Regions from separate parts of the Sus scrofa genome. Here all the other regions are linked to region 2. Evidence: chromatin contacts called from public Hi-C and HiChIP or PLAC-seq data. All regions are on one chromosome and are shown on one strand. Each heading gives the region's core, a stretch centred on a gene start, on an enhancer-like site or on the middle of the called end of the contact. The rest is flanking DNA. Distances are from core to core; before and after follow the strand shown.

Evidence for each region. Hi-C and Micro-C count contacts between places; a contact is called where the count stands out from the background. HiChIP or PLAC-seq counts read pairs in DNA pulled down with a chosen protein or histone mark.
Region 1: an H3K27ac HiChIP or PLAC-seq map of skeletal muscle shows a contact between it and region 2. The contact joins the promoter of CPOX here to the promoter of ST3GAL6 in region 2. A contact is called at or near these places in 2 of 5 promoter capture datasets (fetal liver and liver), 9 of 47 Hi-C or Micro-C datasets (brain, embryonic fibroblasts, epiblast stem cells and 5 more) and 2 of 2 datasets of contacts at active chromatin or transcription factors (alveolar macrophages and skeletal muscle).
Region 3: a Hi-C map of embryonic fibroblasts shows a contact between it and region 2, with 2.6 times the contacts expected there. The contact joins the enhancer-like site here to the promoter of ST3GAL6 in region 2. A contact is called at or near these places in 2 of 5 promoter capture datasets (fetal liver and liver), 23 of 47 Hi-C or Micro-C datasets (adipocytes, alveolar macrophages, blood and 12 more) and 2 of 2 datasets of contacts at active chromatin or transcription factors (alveolar macrophages and skeletal muscle).

The regions. Positions count from the first base shown.
Region 1 is chr13:160,329,092-160,333,903 of Sscrofa11.1, reverse strand. It overlaps CPOX (coproporphyrinogen oxidase), which reads right to left and starts at 1,468. Exons shown (of 7, transcript NM_001243844.1): 1 at 864-1,468. The coding sequence starts at 1,380.
Region 2 is chr13:160,223,492-160,228,443 of Sscrofa11.1, reverse strand. ST3GAL6 (type 2 lactosamine alpha-2,3-sialyltransferase) reads left to right here and starts at 3,107. Exons shown (of 11, transcript XM_021070677.1): 1 at 3,107-3,773.
Region 3 is chr13:160,152,944-160,157,715 of Sscrofa11.1, reverse strand. DCBLD2 (discoidin, CUB and LCCL domain-containing protein 2) reads right to left here. Exons shown (of 16, transcript XM_021070662.1): 15 at 2,722-2,859; 16 at 1-1,980. The coding sequence ends at 1,511. Among named protein-coding and RNA genes, the nearest start is that of ST3GAL6, 70 kb to the left of the region's middle. Within about 2 kb of position 1,370, at least 5 of the 83 cell types and tissues checked have an H3K27ac peak or open chromatin away from gene starts, as enhancers often do.

The DNA.
Region 1 (4,812 bases), core at 219-2,718, 110 kb before region 2:
CTGCAGCTGAGGTGTAAACCAGCAGTGGCAGCTCCGATTCAACCTCTAGCCTGGGAACCTCCATATGCCACAGGTGCAGCCCTAAAAAGCAAAAAAAAATAAAATAATAAAATAAATGTGGCATATCACAGCCCAAAATCAGCTAATGAGAAGTTGTTGTTAGTATTCCCAGGTAAGAAGAATCAGAAATACTTTAAATTTATGACCAAGATGTAGGGTTCCACTGCATAGGCAATAACATGGTCATGAATATAGGACTCTGTAAAAACTTGGTTTTAATACTGAAGTATTTTGCCAGTGGAGGTAAAGATTTTCCTGGCAGGCAATCTGATGGCGCATCTGGCAGAACTACTGACAAGCTGAATCAAATACTTCTTGCACAACCTGGGGAAAGGACATAAGGACACAGTAACTCCCTCAGCTGGAGGAGACCAGAGACCGGCTTACACTTAGTAAAGAGGAGCTAGCTTTTTTTTTTTTTTTCCCAGCTCCAAAGGAGATAGGGTAAACGCACCCAGAGAAGCAGATGAAATGTGAAAAAAAATCTATGCTCAATTACAACCTAGGACATCCAAGTTTGTTGGCTAAAAGCGACCTACTGATTTCTACGGAAAATGCCATTATAAAATTGAGAAGATTTAAAAAATGTCCAGTACTAGAGTGACAGCCGATCTAGGTCCACAAATCCAAGCTGAGGGCTGATGACCCTGTCAGTGTCAGTCTTTTTAACTGTGTCCCTTTTAACCCAGCAAAGGCTGTTACAGGTACCCTTTCCTTACTTCCATCCCCTATTCTGAGTCATTTACTACCAGCCTGACCTCTTTTCCCTATCTCCACCTCCCTCTAGGGGCCGACCTCCTCACCTTCTTTCCTCTCCCACCGATCCACAGAGAAGCGGGCACCCCCATCCACCTGTGCCAACGCCTGGCACACCTGGGCCTGGGTCTCCAGTATCAACAGCTCCATCTTGGTTTTCATGTCCTCCGGCCTAGTCCGCAGCTCGCTCAGGTCAGTCACAGGCGGGGCCATGAAGCAGCTGCAGCGGCGGGCTAGTTCGTCGTCGTCTTCCTCCGGTTTCCCGGGCAAGGTGCTCGGCGTCCCCGAGCTCTTGCGCACCATCTCCGCACGCTCCACCTGCCCGAAGGCGGCAGCGGCCAGCCCTGCCAGCCCCGCTAGCCCCGCCGCCACCCCGGTCCTCAGCCGGGGGCTGCCTCCCGTCGTGGGGCCGTGCCCCAGCCCGCGGCTCTGCTGGGGGCAAGTGGTGCCAGGCGGCCGGCAGAGGCGTCCCACAGCATAGCGCCGGGACCAAGCGCTTAGCTCTCCGCAGCCGGCACGCGCCGCACGCCAGCAGGGGCCCGCGCTCAGCCCGCCCAAGTGCATAGCCCCGCTCCCGCGCTGTCACCCCGGACAGTGCCCGCCTCCCAGAGAGCGGCCCTTGTGCTCCCTGGGGTCCTAAAGAGCGAGCAGCGCCGGGTGAAGGAACTTTTGCGGGAGAAGAGCTACTACCGGGTCGGCTTGCCAGCGGCAGGCGGGAGGCGGGGGATGCCGGGAGCTGTAGTTCTGTCTCCTATCGCCGCCTGCAGGGGCGCACCCGGGAGATAAAAGAATCCACCGCCGCCAGAAGGGCGGGTCCCACGGGAAGAGAACCGGGTGGCGGTGGTAGGAGAGGGCCGTGGAAGCGCTGGAAGAGATAAAAGAAGCCTTCTTGTCACGTACAACCTCTGGTCTGTGGTTCAGCCAGCCACAGGGAGAAGGCAAAGTAGGGCTGGACGGACTGAGGACTAACCTGGGCAGAAATATGCCCAGAGACTCCTGCCCTGACTTACAACTTTTAAACAGCATTGCAAATTCTGGTTCTTTTTATGTATAGAAGGTCCCGGATCCAGTCCTCTAAATCTTCTAAAATTGGTAGGATTGGTGGGGGCGGAGCCTGGGAAACTCCTAACCTATGGGCTAGTTTTTCAAAGGAGTCAGAAAAGCTAATGAAAATGGTCCTAAGAAAATCCTAGGAAAAGATTTTCTGCGATCAACACCATAGCACATTTCTATCATTAAAATCTTCCCAGGCCTTGCTCCTACAGTGTACAATTGATTGTTCTAGCAATAGGAAAAGCAAAAGTGTTTTTCTAAACCAGCATAAAACTCATGACCTGTTGTATTTGGGTGATCGAGGAATAAGAAACTTTAAAATATTTATCATCCTGCAGTTGTAGGGTGCTGCCAAATATATCTCACGTTTAATACTCCCAATAACTCCTGTAAACTAGGCAGGACACACTCCTCCTTATTCCCCAAAACACATGAGCGCAGGCGCGCGCGCACACGCACGCGCACACACACACACACATGCTTTTAAAGAAATGAGAAACGAAGCTAACATAGATTTCATAGTTGTTGTTGTTTTTTTCCCCTGTAACCGTACCACAGTTCCATGTTGTCTGCATATGAGTGTAAGAACAATTGTCATGGGCTCCTTTGTCCCTTAAATCTCCAGGATGATTTTCATTTCAAGCAGCAGATAATTATTTAAGCCACCAGTGGTAGTTTCTACAAGCTTTTTCTTAGTGGCTAGATGTAATTATGGAACTTCCATGGCTACATGTTTGACCAGTTGTTTAGGGCAGTGTATTTTATCCAATTACAGCAGCATCTGGCAGCTCTCACATGGGAGCAGAGTGTTAGCTGGGTGGGCAAGCCTAACTCTCTAGAGATTCAGTAAATGGTAAAAGCTTAGATTAAGAAGTGATTAAACTGCTTTGGAGGATGCTTTACCTGTGAGACTGAGTTGGCAAAGGAAATATAAAAACTACCATTCTAGAATGTGGCCACTGCAAGGAATGTGGGGACTGAGTGAGCACTAAGAGGGGACCAAACCCAGCCCAGAAGCCTGGCAGTTCCTTTGGCAGGGGAGACACCAGAACTGAGCAACCTGGAGAAGGTTCAGCCTTCAACAAAGTGAGGGAGGGTCTGGGAGTTCTTTGGGAGAGGAATAAAGAAACATTAAGTAGGGGAAGAAAAAGGAGTTCCCTTTGTGACTCAAGGGGCTGAGAACCTGATATAGTGTCTGTGAGGATGTGAGTTGGATCCCTGGCCTCCCTCGGTAGTTAAGTATCCGTCATTGCCACAAGCAACATAGGCTATAGATGTGGCTCAGATATCTTGTTACTGTGGCTGTGGCATAGGCCAGCAGCTGTAGCTGTGATTTGACCCCTGGTCTAGGAACTTCCATATGCTGCAGAGGCGACTGAAGAAAGAGAAAAGGAAGGAAGGAAGAAGGAAGGGAGGGAAGGAGAGGAAGAAAGAAAGAATGTTAGTTGAGCATCAACCCTTCTTGACTAATCTAGACCATTGAAAAGAATACCTGGAGTTCCCACCATCATGGCTCAGCAGTTACCGAACCCTACTAGCATCCATAAGATTGCGGGTTCAGTCCTTGGCCTCGCTCAGTGAGTTAAGGATCCGGCATTGCCCTGAGCTGTGGCGTAGGTTGCAGACACAGCTGGGATCTGGCGTTGTGTGGTTGTGGTATAGGCTGGTGGCTACAGCTCGGATTTTATCCCTGGCCTGGGAGCCTCCATATGTCATGAGTGTGGCCCTAAAAAGATGAATGAAAGAAAGAAAGAAAGAAAGAAAGAAAGAAAGGAAGGAAGGAAGGAAGGAAGGAAGGAAGGAAGGAAGGAAGGAAGGAAGGAAGGAAAAAGAAAGAGAGAGGAAAGAAAACCTCAAGGTATAAGAGAGGAGATGAAGGGCAGGTGATGTTTGTGTTCAGAGAAGAGAGATACACAGGGCAGCTGGGGGCCTCAACTCCAGCAGGGATACCCTCGCTGCATCCTGGGTCCAAGGCCTGTGCACCTGCCCACAATCACTTGGTCACTCCTAATTCTATTCCTGCCAACCTTTCTCTACCTTGCCAACCTCGTGTGCCTTTCCCCTGAGTTTGCCCCTACCTAAACACTTGTCCCACAGACAACATGTCTGTCTGCCCCCCTATACCTTGAGCTTCATGAGATCAGGGTCTTTGTATCCCCAGCACCTACCACAGTGCCTGGCATGTGGTTGGCTCTGAATGTATATAGAATGACAGAACAGAGAGTAGTCTGAGCAGAAGAAACTGTCAGATGCTCAGAAGGAATTGAGAAGAGTGTTGTGAGACAGTGAGATTGGGGAAGGGAGTGAGGGTCAAATGGGTGAAGGGGGTCAAAAGATACAAACTTTGAGTCATAAAATAAATAAGTCCTGGGGATGTAAGACACAGGATGGTGACTAGAGTTAGCAATATTATATTGTATTTTTGAAAGTTGCTAAGAGAGATCTTAAAAGCCTTATCACAAGAAAAAAATTATAACTATATAAAAAAATTAACCAGTATATTGTAGCAATCATTTTGTAATTGATAGATATATCAAATCATCGTCATACACTCGAAATTAATTTAATATGTCACTTATACCTCAATTTTAAAAGAAACAGAAAAAAAAACTGTCACTTAAGGAAGGGTTTGTTTGCCTCTTCTAGATGTGTATGATAGGGTTTACTGCACCTGGTAGTGATATGCGAACTTCATTAATGAAAAGGAATCTCTCTGGCCCATTTTTCTTTAAGAGCCCCCTTCATTATTGCTCTAATTCTGAGAATACCCATAAAGTCAGTAAAAGATAAGCAGGCACAGGATATTTTGAACATTTGCCCAGTCAGATAGTTGGTCTTGAGTACTGTGCTAGTTTCCAGGTTTCCATCCCTCCCCATCCTTAGCCTCTGTGCACAGGGCCACTGTCATTTCCTCCTCTGGTTTCCAGTGCCTTGCCTACCCTC
Region 2 (4,952 bases), core at 1,858-4,357:
AATGCTAGGGAAACCATCTCAAAAGTTATTTATATATGCAAATACATAGCTGAGACCCTGCTCTGAAATGGAAGTGATGGAGAAGTCAGAGCTCTGCTTGAAAGAACTAGACTGCTTTTTGCTAAAGTAATGGTTTTTCTGCACTGTAGGCAGTCATAGCTCCAAGTTAGAATTTAGACTGCTTCCACACTGTAGCTTATTTTTGAGATGCACATGTTCTTTAAACAATTGCTTATAGGAGATAAAACCCCAAGAAAGCTAGAAGACAGGATTACCAGGATCTTTACCTAGAGTTGCAGAAAGAATTATATGTAAAAAAAGATTAGCTTGATCAAGCTCAGCCTTGAGCCCAATATTGTTTAGAACTGAACAACTGAGGCCTTGTGAATGTTTAGAAAACTTCTTTTTATTGTTAACTTATAAGGGGATATTGTACAAAAGCAGCTTCTTGGCTCTTGTGTGGGTGTCTCCAGTCCTGGGGTTCATTTTACTCTGACCAGATTGTGACCTGCTGAAAGCACTTACCTACAAGTAGGTCTCCTCACATAGAGCAGACAGTCCCACATCACTCATGCCAAGAAAGCTGGTACTTGAGACAAGGAATGAGAATTTGGAAGGCAAGCTCTACATTTGGGTGAGGAAGAAATACTACTTTCTTTTTCTTTTTTTCTTTTTTTTTTTTTTGGTCTTCTTTTGGGGCTACACCCACAGCATTTGGAGGTCGAGTTGGAACAGTAGCTGCTGGCCTATACCAAAGCCACAGCAAGGTGGAATCCAAGCCAAGTCTGCAACCTACATCACAGCTCATGGCAACGCCACATCCTTAACCCACTGAGCAAGGCCAAGGATCAAACCTGCGTCCTCATGGATGCTAGTCAGATTCATTTCTGCTGAGCGACAAAGGGAACTCCAAAATACTACTTTCTTGAACCTCACTCTAGACTTGAGTCTAGGGGTGGTGAATTGCATTCCAAGGTAGTGGGAGAAAACTGGCATTCACCTGGGATACCCTGGGACCCACCTCATGAAAAAAGGGTCATTTTAATTCAAAGAGACTGCACCATCCTTAATGGGAAACAAACAAACAAACAAACAAACAAAAACCAAAAACCCTAGCACATAGGGCCAGCCCTATATGTACACTGCCAAAATACTATGATTAAGGGAACTTTAAAAGTCTGCATGTTCCAATAGCCTCTTACTTCCACAAAGGCTGAGTTAAAAATTTATATTGTGGAAAACACTCCCCTCTCATTACCAAAAACAGTATCCCAGAGAGGGCTACAAATTTATAATCTCATTATGCTGCTTAATTCTTTATTACCTTCCACAAGAATTCAAACTTTTTACTTAGTTGCAATCATGTACCCATGTAATAATGTATCCTGAATTAAAATAAAAAAAATATTTTCACAGGTCAAAAGCCCCTGCCACAGATGGTTACATAGTTGTATGACATTCTGGAGAGAAAACTGATTTGGGTTCCAGGCACTTTCATTTGAATCACACTGCAAAATAGGGAGTGTGACCTTAGGTACCTTATTTCACCTCCTGACTCCAGGATGGGTGATAGGAACACATACGAATGCATGCAGGAGAGTTGACTCATGGTAGGAAATGACTGGTAGTTAATATTCTTTCTGAATTGATGGGTTTTGCGATAAGCATTGTACCGAGAATTCTTTCTGTCACCGTCTATTTTAATCCTCCTAACCACCCCTGAAAAGAGGATGTATTATCTCACTTTAGAGGAGACCAAAAAGAAGTCACTGGGGTAAGTCACTTGCTCAAGGTCACTCAGTGGGTCAGTGGAGGAGATGGAATTTCAACTAGGTTAGGGTGAACAGTGCCTTTTTGGACACTACAACTATGAAGAAGTGCAAATGTCACCTAAGAAAATTGGAGGGACTTTCCCCTTTGCGTATGACTGTATAGATCCAAAAGTCTTAGGAAAGCTAGAGGAGAGGAGGTTTAATTTGTGTTTAATTCTGAAAATCATGAACTGGAGTTCCTGTCATGGCTCAGCAGAAATGAATCTGAGCATGAGGACACAGATTCGATCCCTTGTCTTGCTAGTGGGTTAAGGATCTGGCATTGCTGTGGCTGTGGCATAGGCCAGCAGCTACAGCTCTGATTTGACCCCCTAGCCTGGGAACCTCCATATGCCTCGGGTGTGGCCCTAAAAGACAAAAAAAGAAAGAAAGAAAGAAAGAAAGAAAGAAAGAAAGAAAGAAAGAAAGAAAGAAAGAAAGAAAATCCTGAACAAGAGAAGAATAATAAACTTAGGAGAACCTAAAAGAGCAAAGTAACCTCAAGAAAAATGGGCCCAAATAGACAAATTCCATAAACACTTTTCACTACTCTGATGTCTCAGGAACCATGTTTAAAACTGCAAAATCTGTGTGGGTTCCATCAGAGGCAATTTGTAGAAAAGGAAATGATAGGGATTTCTGGACCCTCTGAATTTTTTGATAGTAGACCTGGGAAAATAACAAGTGCTCCTAGGGCTGTTGTCAAAATTAACACAAACACCACAAGGTCCATCACAGATGAAGTGGTGACACATTACTCACTTTTTTTTGGTCTTTTTTTTTTTTTTTTTTTTTTTTGCTATTTCTTTGGGCCACTCCTGTGGCATATGGAGGTTCCCAGGCTAGGGGTCGAATTGGAGCTGTAGCTGCTGGCCTACACCAGAGCCACAGCAAAACCAGATCTGAGCCATGTCTGCAACCTACACCACAGCTCACAGCAATGCCAGATCCTTAACCCACTGAGCAAGGCCAGGGATCGAACCCGCATCCTCATGGATACTAGTTGGGTTTGTTACCGCTGCACCACAACGGGAACTCCCTTTTTTGGTCTTTTTAGGGTTGCACCCAGGGAATATGGAAGTTCCCAGGATAGGGGTCTATTCGGAGCTACAGCTGCTGGCCTATGCCACAGCCACAGCAACACCAGATCCGAGCCACCTCTGTGACCTATACCACAGCTCACGGCAAGAGTCAGAGCCTTAACCCACTGAGTGAGGCCAGGGATCAAACCCACAACCTCATGTTCCTAGTCGGATTTGTTTCCGCTGCACCTCAAGGGGAACTCCACATTACTTACTTTGAATTGCACCCAAATCTGTGGCTCTTCTTCCTGGAGTCATCTGACAGAATGTGATGATGATGTTCAGTGCTCAAAGTCTGGAGTTACTAGTTGAATGTTACTAAACAGCGAGTTATTTCACAAACACTGAAATTTAAAAAGTATTCACAGCTATCCAAGTATGAAGTCATTATTAATATATGCTTTTATCAAGGAAGACCAACTTTAACAAGAGAAGAAAATGCACATCTCACCTTGGTTCTACTCCCTACAGTAATGTTTCCGCCAAAAGAGAAAAAAGCACTAATACATTTGTCCTTGAAAGGGCAGATCCCAGAAACACGGATCTCTCTGACCGCCCCCTCCCTTTCTGCTGGGGACCAAACCGCCTTGCCCCTCCTGGTGTCACCAAAGTCCACAGAGAGTCAAGCAAAAGTGTTTACTTGTGCTGCCTGCCAGCCGGGTGGGGCGGGGGGAGGTACCTGAGCTGCCCCTAGCTTTGGTCTCTGCAGCCTTCCAAACAAATCTAGGAGGGATGGCAGAGTCTCCTAGGCTGTGCAACTTGATCCTCCTACCTTGTCCTGAAGCCACCCGCCGCTTTTTCCCTGCCCTCCCCTCGTGGTGATTTTCCTGTCCCGGACTCCAGGAGAGGGCGCGCGGCGGGAGTCTGCCCAGCCGGAAAGGTAGGAGCTTGGCCGCGCTCCTGCCTCGCCTGCCCCGGCGCCCCAACGCCTCCCTCCGCATTGCACCTTCCTCAGCCAACTTGCGGGCGGCCACGGCCACCACGCATCTGGCGCCAGCCGCCCAGCAGGAGGAGCTTCCCCGCGGCTCCCGAGGCTTTCCACGCTTTTGACTGGATCGAGAGCCAGGAGCTGCGGGCAGCGCACGCGCTGGTGGGCGCCTCGGACTCCGGGCGGCGCTGCATCCTTCCCTGCTTCCCGGCAGGGTCCAAGGAGACTGATTCCTCCCTGTGCCGCCCCTGAGCCGCGCCACCTTCCTCCAGTTCCGCCAGCCGCGGGCTTCGGCGGCCCGATGCTGCAGGCGCCGAGGGAGAGGCAGCAGCTGGCTGGAGAGAGCGGCGGCGGGCGCGTCGAAAGCAGAGGGCCCCCGGCCCGGGAGTCCGGGGCGTTTCTGTGGTCTTCGCGCCTAGGCCTCGGCGGGTAACTCTCTCCGGTCCTCTTTGCTGCGGATTTGCATCTCCGGGGAAGGGAGGTTGGGGTGCGGGGAGACCCGCGGGCTTCGCAGCCTCTTCGACTGAGGGTCGGGGTGGAGGGCGCGCTGAGCTTACTGCCTCTCTAGGCACGCTTCCAATCCCAGGAGCCTGCGTGCGCTCGCCCCGCAGGCGCGGGTGCTCGCCCCGGAAGGGCCGGAGGGACACTGGGCGCTTGGGTGAGGCCCACGGGGGTGACGGGCTCCTCGCTCACTGTCGTTTCCGTGTAAAAGGGTCTGTACTCGAGCAGGGGCGACAGATATGGAAGTTTCTCTCGCTTTACCTTAAAATTTTTTCCAAGAAACCTTTCTTGCCGCTACGGTGGAACTAGACCTAGCAAAACCAGCTTCAAGGCATTTTGAAGGACAGGGCGGCGGTGAGAAAATTGCTGGAGCTGGGTTGCCGTTAGGTTTCAAGATCGAGGAAAAGAAACTTGCGGTTTTGAGGCCAACTGCTCCCGAGCTCCCTGGCGATCTCAGCCGCTTTTGTGCTACTATTTTGACTTAAAGGAAAATCTATAAAAAGAGATTATTTTCAGAAACTTAAAAACAAACCCAAAGCACCTTCGCGGGGGTGGGGAGACGGAGTCTTAAGTAGAAAAGTGCAGCGAGAGGGGTTAGGGACGGGCGTAGGGTAGCGGTTGTTCAAAGAC
Region 3 (4,772 bases), core at 121-2,620, 69 kb after region 2:
CTATAGCTGCTAGCCTATGCTACAGTAACAGCAATGCCAGATCTGAGCCACCTCTGTGACCTACACCACAGCTCATGGCAACGCCAGATCCTTAACCCACTGAGCAAGGCCAGGGATTGAACCTGGGTCCTCATGGATACTACTTGAGTTTGTTAACCACTGAGACACGATGGGAATTCCTAAAGGCTTTTAAAGATGGTTTTTTACACTAAGGCTGGTAAACTGCAGACACTTTCTATTTCAGCCATCTGAAACAAGTTCTGGGCAAAAAGTGACAAAGAAGTTGCCCAGGGGCATCAAAAACAAGACAGGAATTTTCCACGGCTAGGATGCTCAAACATTTGTTCCTCAGGTACAATGTAAAGGATGACTCCTGCCTCCACAGAGCTGAAGAATACATGCTAGGTTTATATTTCTTACATTAGTTTACTGTGGAAAACAAATGTTTCTTCATTTGACTAAAAACAACACCTTGAGATTCGAAGAAAAATCTATAAATGTAAAACCAAAGAGGGCAAATTCTGGCTACCTTTTTTGCGGGGGAAGGTAATTTATAGGACTTCTCAGGAATGACTTTGCCTTTCACCACGATATTTTAAGTGTGTACTGTTTACAGTGTTCAGTTAGAAGCCCTCAGCGTTCCACAACCCTCTCTGGAAAAATTCCACTGCAAATAAAGTTGGGGGTGGAGAATCTCCTGTATAGCTTTTTTTTTTTTTTTTAAATTTGTAGAGTTGTTCTGTTTCCCCTCAGAAACATTAGGGGATCTGAAATAATGAGGCTGATAAAGCAAGGATCACCCATGAAAACAACACTCAAGCATTTATAAACAGAAGAGTGGGGCTGGCCACCACGGGCCCCAGGTAAAACAAGGAGGGATGAGACCAGGTCATGGATGATGAAGGGTTAAAGCTCTTAGCCGTGTCAGAAAGTGAAAAACCACCCTCCTCATTAGAGGTCAGTTTCCCAGTACAGATCTTCCTAAGCAAAGATGGCTAAGTGTATATGACTATAATCAAAACAATGATTGTATTGCTGATTTTTTAATCCAGAATGCAATATGGGAAGAGAAGAGGAAGAAATCATGATAGTACCCACCTTTCACAAAGAGCAGAATTTCAAGCCATTAGACATTTTACGAAGAGTACCATGCTTATTGCCAGAAAGGCTTACAGAGCCATCTTGAGTTCATAATGTACCTGCAGCATTGGTAATAAATACTCAGTGATTTTTAATTCTCTTGAAGTGCATAGTAGGGAGCTTTTTCTGTATTAAAATCATGTTTTACAGTAGTAACAAACAGGAAGTCTGAAATTTAACAAGCAAGTGGTAACTGTGCCATGATGACACTTTTAAAGCAAGATGAGTAGCTTCCTGTACCTCGGTCCTCACGCTTCCCCCAAGCACATCCGTGACAGATCATGTAACACGTTCTATATATTACTACCACTAACACAATAAAAAAGGCCATGTGCTTTAAAATGATGCTTTGTAAAAAGCAGCATCACCTTCAAAGGATTTCCTTAAAGACATCACATTCACCATCCCTCCCCGCTCCTGCCACCTCCTGTGTGCTCTGTGGTACCTGGTACACCAATTCATCGGGGGCACTTGGGCCTGGCTTCCCACCTTTTGGGGTATCATACTGGGCCCGGGCTGAAGAGCAGCTATCAGTCCTGGAGAGAAGAGTGTTGTATGTTCCCACTAAAGCAGGAGGCTGGTTTCCTGTGGCTTTGAAAGTGGACGTTGAGGGCAGACCAACTGAACCTGTGGGGTGCCCGGACATATCCATGACAATTGGGGTGGCGTACTCAGGCCCAGTGATTGGGAGTGGTTCAGCATAGGCATGATAAACTTCTTGCACAGGAGAGCTGTAAGGATCTAGGTCAGCATACCCGGCTTCTTTTCCTTCTTCTGGTTTAAAGGTGGATCTCTGATGGAGTGTGCCAACAATTCCTCCCACAAGTGGCTGTGCATACTCTGTGGAAGTCACAAAACACAGACAACAGAAATGTCACGTCATTAACGCAGGGATCTTACAATTGAGGATGGCAGCTGAAGGCTTATACCAAAGCAAACACTTTATGGAGTGTTTGCTATCAATAGAGACCTATGGATTTTCCAGTAAGAACCAACTTAAAAAATTAAAATGAAAGATGTTATCTTGTAGATGTGCCAGAAAGCGTCATTCATGTGGTTTTGCATAAAGAGTGTTCGCATATGTTCTTCAGATAATATTTCATTGGAAAATAAATATTCTAATATACACTAGTATTAGAATAGTAGTAAATATTCAAATACTAGTATTTGGAATAATGCTAGTCTTGGAAAATCATTTCACAGATTTTTTTTTTCCTTTTCAAATACTAGAAAATACTTAAAATATGTATTTAATAGGGAATTCCCTAGGGTCAATAGGGAATTACTGTAAGGCCCACTGTGTCTTTCCTGCTGCCTTTTTAATACCCCCAATTCCCCCCCAAAAACATGAAATTCCAGGTAAACAAAGTGCCCTAAGTTTTTAGAAATTAATATCCCAAATTTATGGATAGAATATCTAAAACACAAATGACTCTTGATGAGCTTTTAAAAAGTGGTTCTACCTTTGGAAAACTAGCTCATCATGAAAAAGATGAAAGATACTGTTAAATCCCAAAGCACTTATAGCAAGTATAGCATTTTCCTCCCTCCACCCGTGGCTCCAGAGCTGCCACTCATTACCTGCAGAGTCCGTCTGCAGCACTGTGGTGACTTCCCTTGGACTCAAGTGATTCACTTCACTACTGCTGTAGCGGACTGGGGTTTCCTCATGCTCCACTGATCTGGCAGGGAGAAACTGCTTCATTCCTTTCCACCAGCCTTCATTGTGATCATAAGCAAAAGAGAATTAATGAAAAGCTATGTCTGAAACAGCAATAGTATATGAAGGGAGAAATCTGGTTGTGTTTAAGCCATTTCTATAACAAATGTCTACACAAACTAGCCTTTATGTTCAAGCTTTTTTTTTTTTATTGTGGTAAAATACACCTGATATAAAATCTATCTTAACCATTTATGAGCAAATAGTTCAGTGATATCAACTATATTAATACTGTTGTGCAGGCATCACCAACATCCATCTCATAACTCTCTTCTTCTTGTAGAACTAAAATCCATACCTAGTACTCCTGATTCTCTTTTTTGCCAGCCCCTGGAACTCACCATTCTACTTTCTGTGTTTATAATTTTGAATACTCTGGAGTTCCTGTCCTGGCACAGTGAAAATGAATCTGACTAGGAACGATAAGGTTGGGGGTTCGATCCCTGGCCTTGTTCAGTGGGTTAAAGATCCGGCATTGCTGTGAGCTGTGGTATAGGTCGCAGACATGGCTTGGATCTGGTGTTCCTGTGTTGTGGCCTAGGCAGGCAGTGAGCTCCAATTCGACCCCTAGCCTGGGAACCTCCATATGCTGTGGGTACGGGGTGAAAAAGCAAAAAAAAAAAAAAAAAAATTGAGTATTCTAAGTACCTCGTACTAATGGAATCATATAATATTCTTCTTTTTGTGACTGGCTTATTTATTTCACTTAGCATGTGCTTAAGGTACATCCACACTGTGGTATACTGCAGAATTCCCTTCTTTTTTAAGGCTTGATATTCCATTTTATGTATATCCCACACTTTGCTTATCTATTCAGTAGCTGACGGACACTTAGGTTGCTTCCATTTTTCAACTATTGTGAATAATGTGGCTATGAACATGGGTATAAAAATATCTCTGTTTCAATTCTTTTGGGTCTATACCTAGAAGTGGAATTGCTGGATCATATGGCAATTCTATTTTCAATTTTTTGAGGAGTCACCAAAAAATTCTGTTTCCCACAGAAGCTGTACTATTTTACATTCCCACCAACAGTGCACAAGGGTTAAATTTCCCCACATCCTTGCCGACGCTTGCTGTTTTCTGCTTTTTCCTGTTTTCTTTTGTTTCCTTCTTTCCAGTAACTTTGGGTTTAATTTGTTCTTTTTCTAGTTCCTTAAGTTGTTCAAGTCTGTATTTTGCTTTGATAGAATATCCAGTTCAAAGCAGAACACAATAGAAATCTCTATCAAAAGTGTATACTAGGGCAAATCACTACTACTATAGTATAGCCAGATTCAGTCTGTTACAGCAGTGGTTTTTAATAAATTTAATTACGTTCAAAAATTCTTCCCAAGATCAACTCTGGGATGGTCTGTCCCCACCACAGCTCTTTTCAACCTTAGTCACAGTGGACTGGCTCCTATTAGTCACTCTGGGAGTGAGAAGTGGGAAGGATAAGACCTGGAGAAGGCCCCCAGTGTAACCTGTGGCAACCTGCCACCTACCACAGAGTAGAAATTCATAAGATATAACTCATGGAAGATTTCACTGACTCGTAAACTGCTGGACTCCACGTGGTAAATATCCACAGCAGAGTGACACACACACACTGTGTCACTGGGACCGCAATCCTCTGCTTCTTACCCAGTGTTCACGTTCACCACACAGAAACCTGGTCTCAAGCTAGACACATGCATGAGGCAAACCAGACAAATTCTCCAGAAGAAAAAGAACAGAATATGTGTTATGGGAAATTCTTATGTTTCATTTCATTACTTATCAGCTAGAAGAGAATTTAGAGAAAAGTAAAAACAATCAGAAGAAGAATGCCCTTTTTCTAATAGTACTGGGGAGTTCACGTGGGCCTGCAAAGGACACTCCTCTGTCACTACTGCCACCTGGAGGGCAGGGGCTTCCCTCTGATGGAAAG